4 separate regions of the Sus scrofa genome follow, and all the other regions are linked to region 1. A link is a contact called in public Hi-C and promoter capture Hi-C data. All regions are on one chromosome and are shown on one strand. The core of a region is the stretch at or near the end of the contact, and the rest is flanking DNA. Distances in the headings are between cores, read along the strand shown. Region 1 holds the start of PISD (phosphatidylserine decarboxylase). Region 2 has its middle 19 kb from the start of YWHAH. Region 3 holds the start of YWHAH (14-3-3 protein eta). Region 4 holds the start of SFI1 (protein SFI1 homolog).

Evidence for each region. Promoter capture Hi-C pulls out the DNA fragments that hold promoters and counts their contacts. Hi-C and Micro-C count contacts between places; a contact is called where the count stands out from the background.
Region 2: a Hi-C map of liver shows a contact between it and region 1, with 3 times the contacts expected there. The contact joins the enhancer-like site here to the promoter of PISD in region 1. A contact is called at or near these places in 2 of 5 promoter capture datasets (fetal liver and liver), 3 of 47 Hi-C or Micro-C datasets (fibroblasts, liver and subcutaneous adipose tissue) and 2 of 2 datasets of contacts at active chromatin or transcription factors (alveolar macrophages and skeletal muscle).
Region 3: a contact with region 1 is called in a Hi-C map of embryonic fibroblasts, with 1.9 times the contacts expected there. The contact joins the promoter of YWHAH here to the promoter of PISD in region 1. A contact is called at or near these places in 2 of 47 Hi-C or Micro-C datasets (embryonic fibroblasts and fibroblasts) and 2 of 2 datasets of contacts at active chromatin or transcription factors (alveolar macrophages and skeletal muscle).
Region 4: a contact with region 1 is called in a promoter capture Hi-C map of liver, with 3 times the contacts expected there. The contact joins the promoter of SFI1 here to the promoter of PISD in region 1. A contact is called at or near these places in 1 of 5 promoter capture datasets (liver) and 1 of 2 datasets of contacts at active chromatin or transcription factors (alveolar macrophages).

What each region holds. Positions count from the first base shown.
Region 1 is chr14:48,340,123-48,343,859 of Sscrofa11.1, reverse strand. It overlaps PISD (phosphatidylserine decarboxylase), which reads left to right and starts at 2,076. Exons shown (of 8, transcript NM_001185130.1): 1 at 2,076-2,140. The coding sequence starts at 2,076.
Region 2 is chr14:48,560,683-48,564,419 of Sscrofa11.1, reverse strand. No RefSeq gene overlaps it. Among named protein-coding and RNA genes, the nearest start is that of YWHAH, 19 kb to the right of the region's middle. Within about 2 kb of position 2,094, at least 12 of the 83 cell types and tissues checked have an H3K27ac peak or open chromatin away from gene starts, as enhancers often do. A contact at or near this core is called in liver, where this site is marked.
Region 3 is chr14:48,542,100-48,545,836 of Sscrofa11.1, reverse strand. YWHAH (14-3-3 protein eta) reads right to left here and starts at 1,806. Exons shown (of 2, transcript XM_001928076.4): 1 at 1,398-1,806. The coding sequence starts at 1,484.
Region 4 is chr14:48,208,794-48,212,530 of Sscrofa11.1, reverse strand. It overlaps SFI1 (protein SFI1 homolog), which reads right to left and starts at 1,992. Exons shown (of 33, transcript XM_005670867.3): 1 at 1,746-1,992.

The DNA of each region.
Region 1 (3,737 bases), core at 827-3,326:
ATTTCTTTTTTTGCATGTGAATATTGTTTTCCCAAGGGCACTTTTTTTTTTTTTTTTTTTGGTCTTTTCAGGGCCACACCCGCAGCACATGGAAATTCCCAGGCTAGGGGTCTAATCGGAGCTACAGCTTCCAGCCTACACCGGAGCCACAGCAACGCCAGATCTGAGCCACATCTGCAAACTACACTACAGCTCACGGCAACACCGGATCGTTAACCCACTGAGCGAGGCCAGGGATCGAACCTGCAACCTCATGGTTCCTAGTTGGATTCATTTCCACTGCATCACGACAGTAACTTCTTTTTTTTTTTTTTTTTTTTGTCTTTTTGTTGTTGTTGTTGTTGCTATTTCTTGGGGCCGCTCCCGCGGCATATGGAGGTTCCCAGGCTAGGGGTCCAATCGGAGCTGTAGCCGCTGGCCTACGCCAGAGCCACAGCAACGCGGGATCCGAGCCGCGTCTGCAACCTACACCACAGCTCACGGCAATGCCAGATCGTTAACCCACTGAGCAAGGGCAGGGACCGAACCCTCAACCTCATGGTTCCTAGTTGGATTCGTTAACCACTGCACCACGACGGGAACTCCACGACAGTAACTTCTAACTTTTGAAAACCATAGATGGAAGTGTCTCCTCTCCAGTGGGAAACCTGATGTCTCTGTTAGGCTTCCTGTAGGGCTGGTTATGCCCCAGTTAAGCTTAAATAACCTCACAGAAAAAACTGCAGACACTAGGCAACATAGCCCTTCTCCCATGTCAAATGTCTGGTGAAAACAAGTGTTATTAGTAGCTCAGGGGAGGGGAAAATGGAGCTATGATTCCTTAAGTTTGGGGACTCATGTTCAGCCAGATTCCAGGCAAAGGGCTTGAAAGAAAAATGGGAGTTCCCGTCGTGGCGCAGTGGTTAACGAATCCGACTAGGAACCATGAGGTTGAGGGTTCGGTCCCTGCCCTTGCTCAGTGGGTTAACGATCCGGTGTTGCCGTGAGCTGTGGTGTAGGTTGCAGACTCGTCTCTGATTCTGCGATGCTGTGGCTCTGGCGTAGGCTGGCAGCTACAGCTCCAATTCGACCCCTAGCCTGGGAACCTCCACATGCCGCAGGAGCGGCCCAAGAAATGGCAAAAAGACAAAATAAATAAAAGGAAAAATGTTTAGATCATGGGTTTTGGAGATGTATGCTCGGGAGTTCCCTGGTGGCTCAGCAGGTTAAGGACCTGGAGTTTTCACTGCTGTGGCACGGGTTTAATCCCTAGATTGGGAGCTTCTGCCTGCTGAAAGATGCAGCCATAAAGAGAAAAATGTGTTCAAATTTTAGCTTTTTTCCTTTATAGCTGTGTGCCCTTCAGCATTCTAATGATTAGCTTTCCTGAGCTCCAATTTCTCTGTCTTTAAAATAGGAAAAAATTCTCAGGGCTAGCTCCTGGTCTCTAGTCTCTGCCTATCAAAAAAAAAAAAAAAAAAAAAAAAAAAAGATGCTGCTGAAAACTATTCTCCCTTAAGCCTGAAGATCAGGAATCTTTGCTGGAGCTTGCGGCATCACACCAAACACCTTGTTTGACAACTAATTGCATTTCCAGGTGATGCAAGACCTCTGGTCTCTGGTCTGACTGATAGCACAGCTATGGGAGTTCAGAATGAGACACCATGCACGCAAAGTGATCAGCACAGTGCCTTGGCACTTAGGAAGCGCTCAGTCAATGGCAGCTGAGTTGTGCATGCTCTCAGTTTCTCCATCTGTAAAATGAGCGAATTAGCTCAACTGATCCATTCTCCGGCCTTGGGTGAGTCAGATTTTCCGGGCACATGCGGAAACGCACGTCAGAGGGATGGAGGAGGACTGACAACGCTTCGCCCAGATTCAGGTTTAGCACCATAGGAACAGAAACCGGCCCCACCAGTCCAATCCCCTCGGCAGGTGCCGGAAGCACCAGGCTGATTTACCAGGAGCAGCCGGGGGAGGGGCTTAACCCGCAACACCCGCGTTCTTCACTGGCCTGGTGAGTTTGAGGCTTTTGACGTCACACGCGTGCGCCTCGTGTGTAAAGGGGGGGCGTGTCCCTCAAAGAAGGAGACAAGATGGCGGCGTCCGTGAGGCTGGGTGCTTTGAGGTTGCTGCACGGTGTCACGCCTTGGCGGAGCAGGTACAGGTGCTTGGGGAAACTGCCTTAGGGCTCGGGGTGGCCCAGGCCGAACTGGGGTCTCTATCGCGGGCTCGCCCTGAGGATAGTTCGATTGGAGAGAGAGCCACTCACCTTCACCTCGAGCTCGGGAGCAGGTGCGACTGCCGCCGCCGCTTAGGGCGGACCAAGTTTAGAGGGTGGCCTAAGTGTTTTCTCTTTGCTCTTTCACAAGGGAAAAAAACAAAAATATAAACAAAAAGCTCCTCCCAAACAGGATGAAATGGGCTGTGTGCCTGCCACTAGAACCGAGGTAAGTCTGGACGCCTCTTAGGGATTCCTGTTGCTGGGAGCGAAGGCCTGATTTGGTAATAGCCCTGGACTGGGCGTCGGGCGGCTTTCATTCGGATTCTTCGTCTCTGAAGCGAAGGGGTTGGATTTGGTAACCTCAGAATAGTTCGTGAGGGAATTGGGGCCTTAGTTGCTCTGGTGACTTCCGACTCTTAGGTTTTTAGAGGGGTCATCTAAATCCAGTTCTTAATTTTTGGAGTTGGCGAAATCGAGGCACTGAGAGAGGGAGTTGCTCAGTTTCACCCAGCTAGTTAGTCAGGAGCTGAGCCGGGACCCCTGCACGGGTACCTCTCTTCCAACGCAAAGACCTTTCCCTCAGGCTGCCCCCTGTGAGCTCTTTAATTACTCGAAATAACTTGGGAACATTTAGACTTTCGGAAAATGAAAGCTATGGTAGCTATGATTCAGAGCTTGCTGCTTGATGTCATTTCAAAGAGCTAAGATACTTTTGTGTTTCAGGCAGGCTTCATTTTGTCAGCTTTGACCAAAGTTTGTGCTCTAATTTTGCGAAGTAAGGACACTGGATTTGGACTGAGAGGGAACAGAAACTGCCATTGCCCTAGCTATGAAACCTTCACTTCTCATTATTAACTATTCAGAAATGGTGTAGCTCTCTTGCGGGGGCACTCTGCACTGTGATGGTAATGGTAACTGTTTAGGATGTGGACTGGAGGGTCTCAAGTTTCAATGTTAGTACCAGGTGTGGTGTTTATGAGTCAGCCATGAAATCATCTGAACTGTGTCATAAGTTGGAAAGACTAAATAATGACACTATTGGGAGTTTTCATGGTGGCGCAGCAGAAGTGAATCTGACTAGTATGGTTCAATCTCTGGCCTTGCTCTGTGGGTTAAGGATCCATGGTTGTCGTGAGCTGTGGTGTAGGTACTTGGCTTGGATCCCGAGTTGCTGTGGCTTAGGCCAGCAGCTGTAGCTCCAATTTGACCCCTGGCCTGGTAAGCCTGGGAACTTCCATATGCCTCGGGTGCAGCCCTTAAAAAAAAAAAAAAAGACTCCCCTAAAAAATACATATGTTTAATGATGGTGAGGAGGATGTACTTCACTCACTGTCACTAAAAAAGGCAAGGAAAAAAAGTCATACTTTAGTACCAGTGTAGGTAGTTAAGACTGGATTTAGCTGCAGTGGGTGGAAGAGTTAAGGATTTGGTACAATTACAACTCTTAATTTTCAAAGGAATTATTTATCAAGATGTTATATTGAGATGCAGAAAACCCCAAAAGATAACATTTTCATGATTTTTTTAGTAAAGC
Region 2 (3,737 bases), core at 845-3,344, 220 kb before region 1:
TGCCCTAATCCCAGCAGCCACTAACATCCCTCAACCCCAGTCTACACTGAAGCGCCGTGCCGAGCGCTTTACTGACTTCATTCAGCCTCAGCACAAACCCATGGGGCAGGAATTCCTACTGTCATTATCCCCACCTTACAGAGGGGGATGCTGAGGCACAGAGCTTCTTCTTCCTGGGAAGAACAGCCCCAGGTGGGACCCACAAGTTCATCTGAGAACACGTGTGGTGAAAAGAACGGGGCCTCAATGGTGAGACACTGTGGAGCCGAGGGATCTCATTCCTTCACAGACCCTCTGTTCTCGCTTCAGCACAGGTAGCAGTGGTGAAGATGAAGGGTGTGGCCAGCCTGAAGGCACTTTACTTCATTTCCTTCCCTCCTTCTTCCACCAGGAAACTGGAGAGGCTGTGGAACATGGTCTGGGGGGAAGGGGATGGGCTCAAGTCAGCCCGCCTGAGTCTGAGGCCTTGTGTAGCCACTTGTGACAGTGAGGCCTTCAGCAAGTTCTGGAACCTATCGGAGCCTCAGTTTCCCCATCTGTGAGATGGGCCAGTGAGGAACTCCCACACAGGGCCCTGTGGGGACAGTGAAGCAGCGCTGGCATAGGCCTCAGGCCTGCAGCCTGTTCTCCCCACTTTGGTTACATGGTTGGTGAAAGTGAAGGCCCATGTCATAGACAGAGATGGTCATTTACTGCTCAGCAGACATGGCCTCCCACCCCCTAAAACCAAACCATACTGAAGCCTGCTTCTCCCAGGACGCAGCATAAAGGAGCCGCTCATTTTAAAGGCTGCCCCGGCCCCTGCCTGGGCACCTCCTGAATTGTCCCACCCTGGGCTCTTCTCTGGCTTACCTTAATCCCAGCCCTGCAGAGACATCACTCCCCATCCCAAGGCCCCCAAGCCATCCCAGGTGTCACCCTTCCTGACCTTCACCCCGTGTCTAGTCCTCCAGCAAATCCTGCCAGCTCTGCCTCCCAAATATATGCACATATATGGACTCATCATCCATCTCACAGTCACAACCCAAACCCAGCTCCCTGCCCCAAATATCCCTCCTGGGCAGACTGCTCTCCACTCTGCCCCACATAGCAGCCTGAAGGGGTGGTTAAGATGCAAACAGGATCATGTCTCCCATTGCTATAAACACTTCCATGGGGCTGCCCAGTGCTCTGGCCTCTGAGGCCAGGGGAGGCCTGGTCCCCACCACCTCTCCATGCTCATTTCCCACAGTCTCCCTCCTGCTCTGCAACTGGCCACCAGCCTCCCTTCAGTTCCTGGTTTCCCGGTGTTCTGCATACTCCCTTTGCAGATGCTATTCCCTCTGCCAACCAGACTTCTCCCCACACTACACCACCACCCCCTACTAACACCCTCCTGCCCAGGCTGCTTCGGGTACTTTGGTTAAACACACCCCTGGCTCTCTGTGCCTTCCCTTCTGAACCCTGCACTCGGACTGCACCACAGCAGTCATCAGATGATTGAGGGATTACCTCAATCCCACCACAAGCACACACACACGTACACATTTGACTGTGAGCTCCATTAGGCCAGGACCTGAGCTAGTTCTGTCACTGTGGCATCTCTGGTGCCTGCACATGGAAGAGCAGAGTCCATGCTTATGGGATGAGCCACAGGAGAAGGAGTGAGGTTCAGCACCTGCCTGGCTGTGGGTGGGGACCGCATGCCCTGGTTTGCTTAGGGAGGCCCAGTTTTCACTTGTCATCTGGAATAGTAATAGGGATGCCTTCATTCACTCTCAAGTGTCCCAATTTGGTGACATATTAAATGGTCAGCCTAGTTATCGGAAAGAAGGGGTTCACCCCAGAACATCTGTTCATTACTGCTCCAAGTTGGTTTCCCACTTTTCCCTTACAAGCCCAAAGCTTTTTCCTCTTGTTCTTGAGACCTTTTTCTAATATTCTCCCTATACTGCCCTCAAGGCCCCAGAAATACCTAAGAATTCTATTTGCCCATTTTACTGCAGAACTGTCCTCCTGGAGCATTGCCATGGTGATCAAATGATGTCACTGCCCTAGAAACAGTTGCCTAGGAGATGAGTGATGTCACTTCCAGGAGATGATTACCATGGAAACCCTCTTGCTGGAACTAGGGGGTGGTCAGGAAAGTGAAGGGGGTGGAGGGCGGATGCAGAAGGGACAAATGTGAAGGGCGGAAGGAAAAGGGAGGGGGGAGAGCAGGAAGAAGGCCAGGAAGAGGATGGGAGCCATCCCAGAGCAGTCGAAAATAACACAGAACCACAGAATCTCTGAAATGGAAAGTCCCCCAGAGATAACCCCAAGCATCTGCCTTGTTTTTAGAGGCTGCTGAGAGGTCAGGACATGCTCAAAGTCACACTGCCAGTTTACGGGTGATGTTAAAACCAACCCCAAGGCCTCATGACCATGATTTCTTCTGTGGCTCATTCGTGGGTTTGGATGTGGAAATGAAGGATTCCTTTCGGTCATTTCTTTTTTCAAAATTCTGGCCTGAGAGCAGTCATTTATTCATGAATTCAGTAAATTCTTATTGTGGGCTGGGCCCTGAGAAGAACCTGAATAACATTTTCAAAGTTACTGTATTGTTCTGTATTTTTATTGTATCCCCCATTGGTGTTAGCCCCCCCAGACAGGTAACTCACCAAGGTGTCCACTCCCAGCACCCTGCACAGAGCATGCCACACAGTAGGAGCTCAACTTGTTTGTTGACTGAAGATGGGAGATAAATGTCATCATGTGGTTTAGACCAACAGTACAGGAGCCCAGAGAGGGGCTCACAGCAGCTGGCAGGAAGGTAGGGTTTCCTAGATAGAACTTGAATAGGCCCAGAGCAGAAAACCATTCCAGAAGAAAGAGTAATGACCTGAGCCAAAGTGAGAGAGAGGCTGAATGAGTTGGGTCCAGCTGGGGAGTGCCGGGGCCAGCTCAGCAGGATGGGGCTGAAGAACGGGTGCTGTGGAACTTAGGGAAAAATAGTTAACATAAAACAAGACACAGAGACATTTATCTTAAGTAAAGGTGGGAGCCAGGGACTCAAGGTCTCAGGGACCAAGAGCGCGGGACTCAAGGTCTCAGGGACCAAGAGCGCCGGGAACTCCAGATCTCAGGGACCAAGAGCCCTGCCTCAAGAAACCACACTGCTTTTATTGTGAGATCAAGTGAGGAGTGGCTATGGGTGGATCATACAGGGTTTACTATTATATAAGTTCTTTTACTATTTAAAAAGCCACTTAGGTGGTAAAGGGTTAAGCTCTTACTCTGACCTCTAGGCACATAACAGTTCTTAAGCTTAAGTCACTTATGCCTTTAGGTCTTTGCTCTTAAGCTTAAGTCATTTACCAGCACTGTGACTGTTTTTCCAAGAAGGAAGATGGGATAAAGTAAAGAAGGACAAGATGGAGTTTTCAAGGAAACATGTCTTGCAACAGGGAAGAGATTTCAATCAGTGATGCTTGGAGTTTCTGTTATGGTTCAGTGGCTTAAGAAGCCGACTAGTATCCATAAGGATGAGGGTTCAATCCCTGGCCACGTTTAGTGGGTTAAGGATCTGGCATTGCCATGGCTGTGGTGTAGGCCGGCAGCTGCAGCTCCCATTCGACCCCCAACCTGGGAACTTCTGTATGTCGTAGGTAGGGCCTAAAAACAAAACAAAACAAGAAATCAGTTGGTGATGCTTTGGTCCACCTCTTAAGTCATCCTGTAGGTGTTGCCCTACAGACACCTCCCCTTCTGGTGGTAAA
Region 3 (3,737 bases), core at 557-3,056, 200 kb before region 1:
ACTGGGATCACCAATGAATCAACAAATGCGAGGTGGCGGCAGCAGTGGTGGTTTCCAAACATCTGGTTCAATGTGTGACAAGGACAACATGGAAGAGATAACTCTTCAAGTACACTTCTTACCTGGATAAGCCCAAATATTGACCTCAACAACATACTTCACATATTACTATTGAAAGCTTTAAAAGGAGCTTTTTATATGACTCTGACATTTTAGGAAGCCTCTGTATTTGTGGGTTTTTTCCTCTAAGAAATCCCCTCCCAAGGCTCGAAAAAGGGCAAATGAGCTGTAGAATCCAGGGCAGTCTAAAAAAAAAAAAAAAAAAAAAGAATCCAGGGCAGTAATTGCTGAACTTAAACCTACTAACACTTGCCACTTGAGGGCTGGTTCAAGTGCAGCTGAGCTCCACCCCCAGGGTTTCTGAGTCTTTAGGTCTAGGGTGGGGCCCCAGGAGATCCTTTCAGGTCTCAGGAGGTGGAACACTGGGTGAACATGGCAGGTTGGTGGCCGCAGCTGTGGCTATACCCGTGTGACCTTGACGCAGAGGGAAGTAATGTTCATTTGGAGAAAACGTGAAATAATGCGCGGAGACGAGGTTAGCGAGGAGTTCGCCACAACCCTAAGTCTCAGGCACGCAGGTGGTATCTAATCCAGGGCATTTGCCAGGGTGTGGTCGGCAAAGGCTCCTTCCCCGGAAATCGAGCTGCAGACAGGTCTCTGAGGGTCTCGGCAAGGCAAAGGTACACGGGCTCGGCCCGCCCAGGAGTCACGACCCGTTTTAGTCTCCAAGCAGATGGGTGCCGCATCCAACCTGGAAGGAGCCACACGCCCGCCACCCTCCCGCCGGCTTGCGGGGGGGAGGGGGGGGGTCTCCGCACACAATGCGGACCCCGGGCGTGGGAGGATGGAACCAGAACGATTCCAGCGAGCGGAGCAAAAACGGATCGGAATTACACCGACTGCAGGTAGTGGCAGCGGAAACCATGAGAGACAGGGCGCCACTCACTAGGTGATTCTTTATTACAAGTTGGGGTGTGGAGAAAAGAGGGGGTGCCCCAGCCCGACAGAAATATCCAGAAGGAGAAATGTGACTCCCTCACCTTCCCACGGGCACCCTCCCTCACCTGTGGTCCGAGCTGGGATATGGCGACCCCCGACCACCAGATGGCCCGCCCGCGGGGTCACCGCCGCACCCCCTCCCTAGAAACCCCACCAGGGCCCGGCCGCAGGAAATGGCGGGGCGCGCGGCGGGCGCGGGAAGCGCGGTGTGCGGGCGGGTGGCCGCGCCCAGCGGGGCGGCGGGGTCGCCCCAGGCCTGGAGGGAGCAGCCGCCTGGTTGCCCACCCTTCCCCTGCGTCGGGCCCCCGGCCGGCCGCCCGGGCGTCCGGCGCGCTCACCGCCTTCATGGCGGAGGCCATGTCGTCGTAGCGCTCCGCCTGCTCGGCCAGCCGCGCCCGCTGCAGCAGCTGTTCGCGGTCCCCCATGTCGCTATGGCTCGGCCTCGCCTCGCGCCCAGCTCCACTCGCTTGCTAGCCCGCGCGTCCGCTCCCGGTCGCCGCGGAGGCCGCCGCCGCGCACGCGCACTGGCTCGCCGGCCCGCCTAGGCTACAAGCAGCAGGCAGCACCGATCGACCTCTCGCTGGCTCGCCTCGCGCGCTGTGGCTCGCACCGCGGACGCCGCCGAGAGAGGACAGGCGGTCACGCGGGGGGATGGGCGGATGGGAGGACGCCTGCGCAGTGGGAGGGGCAGGGCCGGGCGGCGCGGAGCGGCGCAAGTGGGAGGGGGGAAGGGCGGGCCGGCCCTAACGGTCTATTTCAAGGTGACGTCAGCTACTATAAATAGCTGCGACCACCGCCCCGCCCCAAAGCCGCGCAGGCGCCGTGCGAGTGCTGCATTTTACCACCGCAGAGGTGGAGGTGAAGAGGGGACCGCTGGGGTGGGGACTGCAGAGATCGGGGAAGGGGCCGGGAGATGGCTGCTCCGCTGGCAGCGCACTGTCACGGCCCCACCCGGAAAGGTGCTTCTGAACCCATGTTAGAGCACTAGATTGAGAAGGGACTCCAAAGCAAATAAAACTAGCGCTTGGGGAAGCCAGGAGGCCGCATGCCCGACGGGCGGTCTGGACCCGCCCCCGCCCAGTCTAACCGTTCGGCTTCGCAGGGCCACACCCAGCACTTGGGTCTGCGCTGGCAGATTAGAGTCGGTCCCGCCTAACGTCCCCCCCACCCCCACCCCACAACACATTCATTCACTGCGCCTCCACCCTAGGGAGTGGCCTTGTGCAGACTGTGCCTTTACGCGGGAGGAGGGACTGACCGGCCCGGCTGAGGCGGATAACCTTCGTGACACACCTGCTAGGAGCTGGCCCAGTGCTAGGCCTTTCCAGGCACGATCGTATCTGATGCTCACAACTCAGGCCAGTGGGTACAGCTGGCCTCTTTTTTCAAAGCCAGACCAGTGTGAGTTGCTCAAGGTTACTGTTGGCCTGTAAAGTGGCAAAGAGGAGAGTGGACCCGCTGGTCACTGAGCCAGTCCTGGCGTTCCACGCTGAGGAACCCTGGTGCCAGGCCCAGGGCTGGGCCTCGGACAAGAGAGGAAAATCCCAATAACTAAAGCATGACCAGACCTAGTATACCATGCGAAGGGCAGTGCAGGAGAAGGGGCCTGAGGTTCTCTGAGAATTTTATTGAGCACCTACTGCATGCTCAACACTGGGGGAAAGAGTAGGTGCAGAATGAGTAGGACACTCAGTTCTCTCTGTGGCTCAATGAGGTCATCTTGGGAGGGCTGGAATGCAGGTTTAATCCCCAGCCTGGTACAGTGGCTTAAGGATCTAGCACTGGATCCCTGGCCCAGGAATTCCGTATGCCCAGGGGAGGACAAAAAAGAAAAAAAAGAAAAAAAAAAAAAAGAGTTAAGACGCAGCCCCTGTCTCGGAGAAGCAGATGTCTGAATACCCCAAAGGAGGTAAGCTGGTCCAGATAATGTCAGGGAAAAGGTGGGAGAGAGTGGGGTCTGCAAAGACAAAGCCTTGGCAGTGAAGATAAAAACAAAATGGTGAGAAAGGTCGGGCAGTGGGACATGAGGTGAGGTAAAAAACAAGACTGTGGAGTGTTTTCAATGCCAGGCTGAAGATCTGAAGCATCCCTAGGTAGTTGGGAACCACCAGAGGCATGGAAGCCACATTTCAGGCCAGGAGTCTTACTTTGGAGAGTCAGATGCATTAGAAAGGAGAGAGAGGAGGAGTTCCCGTCCTGGCACAGTGGTTAACGAATCCGACTAGGAACCATGAGGTTGCAGGTTCGGTCCCTGCCCTTGCTCAGTGGGTTAATGATCCGGCGATGCCGCGAGCTGTGGTGTAGGATCCCGAGTTGCTGTGGCTGTGGTTTAGGCTGGCAGCTACAGCTCCGATTAGACCCCTAGCCTGGGAACCTCCATATGCCCGGAAGCGGTCCAAGAAATGGCAAAAAGATGAAAAACAAAACAAAACAAAAAAACAAAGGAGAAGGAACTGGAGAGTGGGCCTTTTCTGAACCTCTGTTTTACAATCTGGGAAAATTGGACTTGAAAGACTGTTTAAGGCACTGTAGAAGAGAAGAAATCCTGGAATGTCAGAGCTGGCAGGACCCTTAGACTCACCACTGTCCAACCCCTTATCCCAAGTAAGGGGAAGCTGAGGTCTGGGGAGGAGGAGAGGCTGGCTGCAGTTTGCATGGCCAGTGAGCAGAGCTGGGTC
Region 4 (3,737 bases), core at 743-3,242, 130 kb after region 1:
CAAACAGCCAAAGGAATGCAAACCACTTTTTCTTATAAGCTTTTAATTTTTTTCTTTTCTTTTTTTTTTTTTTTTTTGTCTTTTTGCCTTTGCTAGGGCCGCTCCTGCGGCACATGGAGGTTCCCAGGCTAGGGGTCTAATTGGAGATATAGCCACCGGCCTACAGCAGAGCCACAGCAACAAGGGATCCGAGCCGCATCTGCAACCTACACCACAGCTCACTGCAACGCCGAATCCTTAACCCACTGAGCAAGGCCAGGGATCAAACCCGAAACCTCATCATTCCTAGTCGGATTCGTTAACCATTGAGCCACTACGGAAACTCCTTAATATAATTCTTTCTTTTTTTTTTTTTTTTTTGTCTTTTGTCTTTTTGTTGTTGTTGTTGCTATTTCTTGGGCCGCTCCCGCGGCATATGGAGGTTCCCAGGCTAGGGGTTGAATCGGAGCTGTAGCCACCGGCCTACACCAGAGGCACAGCAACGCGGGATCCGAGCCGTGTCTGCAACCTACACCACAGCTCACGGCAACGCCGGATCGTTAACCCACTGAGCAAGGGCAGGGACCGAATCCGCAACCTCATGGTTCCTAGTCGGATTCGTTAACCACTGCGCCACGACGGGAAATCCTAATATAATTCTTAAATACATATGCTAACTTGAAAATCATAAATGTAAAAGTATTTTAAGTTCCTACAATATTCTTCAGCTTCTATCAATGAGAAATGAATAATCTTACTAAAGAAAAGCATGGAAATACCTAAATCTATATTCTATGTCCCAGAATAAATTTCAACTACTTCCCTCAGGAAGTCTTCCATGACACCTCCAAGCCTGATACCTCCATGGCCCTTAGGTGGATACCACAGCACCTAGAATGTACAGACTAGATTTAGAATAGCGTTCATGGGAGTTCCCGCCCTGGCCAGGGGAAACAAATCGGACGAAGAACCATGAGGTTGTGAGTTCCATTCCTGGCCTCAGTGGGTTAAGGACCCCGCGTTGCAGTGAGCTGTGGTGTAGGTCACAGACAGGCCAGTAGCTATAGCTCCGATTACACCCCTAGCCTGGGAACCTCCATATGCCAGAGGTTCAGCACTAAAAAAAAGACCAAAAAAAAAAAAAAAAAAAAAAGCATTCATGGAGTGGGTACTCTGTGCCAGGCAGAGTACTAACCACTTTTCATTTTACCTGCTTCAATACAACCACCCTACTTTTCATTCTATAATCATCTTCATTTTATAAACGAGGTGCCCAAAGTCATCAGCTAAGTGGTACAGCTGGGACTGGTACTCACTCCCTAACAGCATTCACTCAACAAAATTTACCATAACCCAGAGGTTTACAAAAAACCTGAATGGCCTCTCATCAAACAAACAAACAAACAAACAAAACCGAGCACTAATCTCCCACTGAATGTTTTTGCCCAATTGGCCCTCGAAGCTCAGGTATGGCCCCTGAGGTCTACATACCCTTGCCCCTCACTTGGTCACGCAGCAGAGATCAAGAAACCCTCAATTCGTATCCGCTCACGCAAATGAGCCTTGCACGGATGCGGCACGGGCTCCCAGCTCGTCGCGCACGAGCCCCGCGGAAGAACGCCACGCCCCGCGAGAAGCGAGGGCTCCTGGCGCCGCCCGGTGCTCTCTTTCCACCTCTTTTCCATCCCCAGACCTCAGCCCCGTGGGCTGGAAGCATCACCTGCACTTCTACAGGAGGAGGAAGCGGAGGCTCCCACAGGACTCACCTGGCCGGACTCGGAAGATCGCGCGCTCGCCGCTGGGCTCCGGCTGGAGGGTCCAAGCCACTGAGAGGCTGGGGACTATCGAACCCGGCCTCGCGCCTGGGGAAGCCTAGCCTCCCGCCTCGCGCCCCGAAGTTTTGGTAAACACGAAGCGGACCCGGCCCGCTGGCGCAGCCCAAACCAGCCTCTGAGGTTCCCGCGCCTCTGCACGCAGGTCCGCGCCGGCCCCGCCCCCGTCTCCACGGCGACGCGGCGTGCGTAAGGGACGCCCGGCCGGGTCCCGGGGAGTTCACGCAGCGTCAGTGCGGCAGGGTCACGCCCCCCTCTGGCAGCGAGGGAGAGTCCGCACTGTGAATTTCCCTTGAGGTGGGCCGACCGACGCTTTGTCTGGCTCGCCCCACGGAGGGCGCTCTACCTCCGAGGCCCACTCGCTTCACACAGAGCTCAGCCTCCTACTGCTACTCTCAGACGCCAGGAGTGGGAGCTGTTTCGAAGCCGATCCCCTAGTTAAGCTTCGTGAGGCAAGCACTAGGAACGAGGCTCCGGGCTGAAGTCCTCCAGCCCGCACCTCTAGGCTCCTGCCTATCTGGCTTTTGGTTCTCCATGGTTCCCAGGCAGCACGAGCCGGTCCCCGAGGCATAGGTTGCGCGCCTGCGTGGGCCACGAATGTTGTCAATCTGGACTAAGTGGGTGCGGGCGCGAGGTTTCGCAGTCCCTGAATTAAATTATCCCAGGCTGCTATCTTAACCTTCCTTTTAAAATGTAATTAACGAGCATTAATTGTTAGTAATAGTTATTTTTTTATAATTGGGCCCACTCTGATGTTTTAAAAATAGGGGTGGGAAACGGTAGGTAAGATAGTTTTATATCCTTTTTCTCCTGCGCTTTGGAAAGCACTTGAGATTTCTGGTGGAGAACGCAAAGGCTGGCATTATGTTTTTTTGCTTATTTGTCTTTTTGCCTTTTCTAGGGCCGCTACTGCGGCATATGGAGGTGCCCAGGCTAGGGGTCTAATCGGAGCTGTAGCCGCCAGCCTACTCCAGAGCCACAGCAACGCCAGATCCGAGCCGCGTCTGCAACCTACACCACAGCTCACGGCAACGCTGGATCCTTAACCCACTGAGCGCAGCCAGGAATTGAAGCCGCAACCTCATCTTTCCTGGTCAGATTCGTTAACCACTGAGCCACGATGGGAACTCCTGGCATTATGTGTTTAAATGCTTGAAAATTTTTACGTTATAAACGGGAGGAAAGGAGTTCCCTGGTGGTCTAGTGCTTGGGATTTGGCATGTGACTTGGTTTCCATCCCTGCCCCAGGAACTTCCGTGGGCCGCGGGTGCAGCCAGAAAGACCCCAAACCAAACCAAAACAAAACAGGAGGAAAAATAACCATTGTTGGGTTTCTCGGGACTGAAATTACAGGTAGTTTGCATTTTTGCTCTATTTTCTACCTATGGTAAATTTTGTAAAAACGTGTTTAATATAAGTTCCACTTAAGCAGGACACGGGAGCCAATCTTTTAGGCAGGACTATTTGCTGAAGTTATGTGACCAACTATTTTTAAAGTAATTTAGTGGTTTTCAAAGTCTTAATTAACACTGTAGGAGTTCCCGTCGTGGCACAGTGGTTAACGAATCCGACTAGGAACCATGAGGTTGCGGGTTCGGTCCCTGCCCTTGCTCAGTGGGTTAACGATCCGGCATTGCCGTGAGCTGTGGTGTAGGTTGCAGACGCGGCTCGGATCCTGCGTTGCTGTGGCTCTGGTGTTGGCCGGTGGCTACAGCTCCGATTCAACCCCTAGCCTGGGAACCTCCATATGCCGCGGGAGCGGCCCAAGAAATAGCAACAACAACAACAACAAAAGACAGAAAGACAAAAAAAGAAAAAAAAAAAAAAAAAAAACACTGTAGCTAATACTCACTTACTGTAAAATTAGTCTTTATTGTAAGAGCTTTATATAAATTATATGTGTATATAAATTTATGACAAACCTAG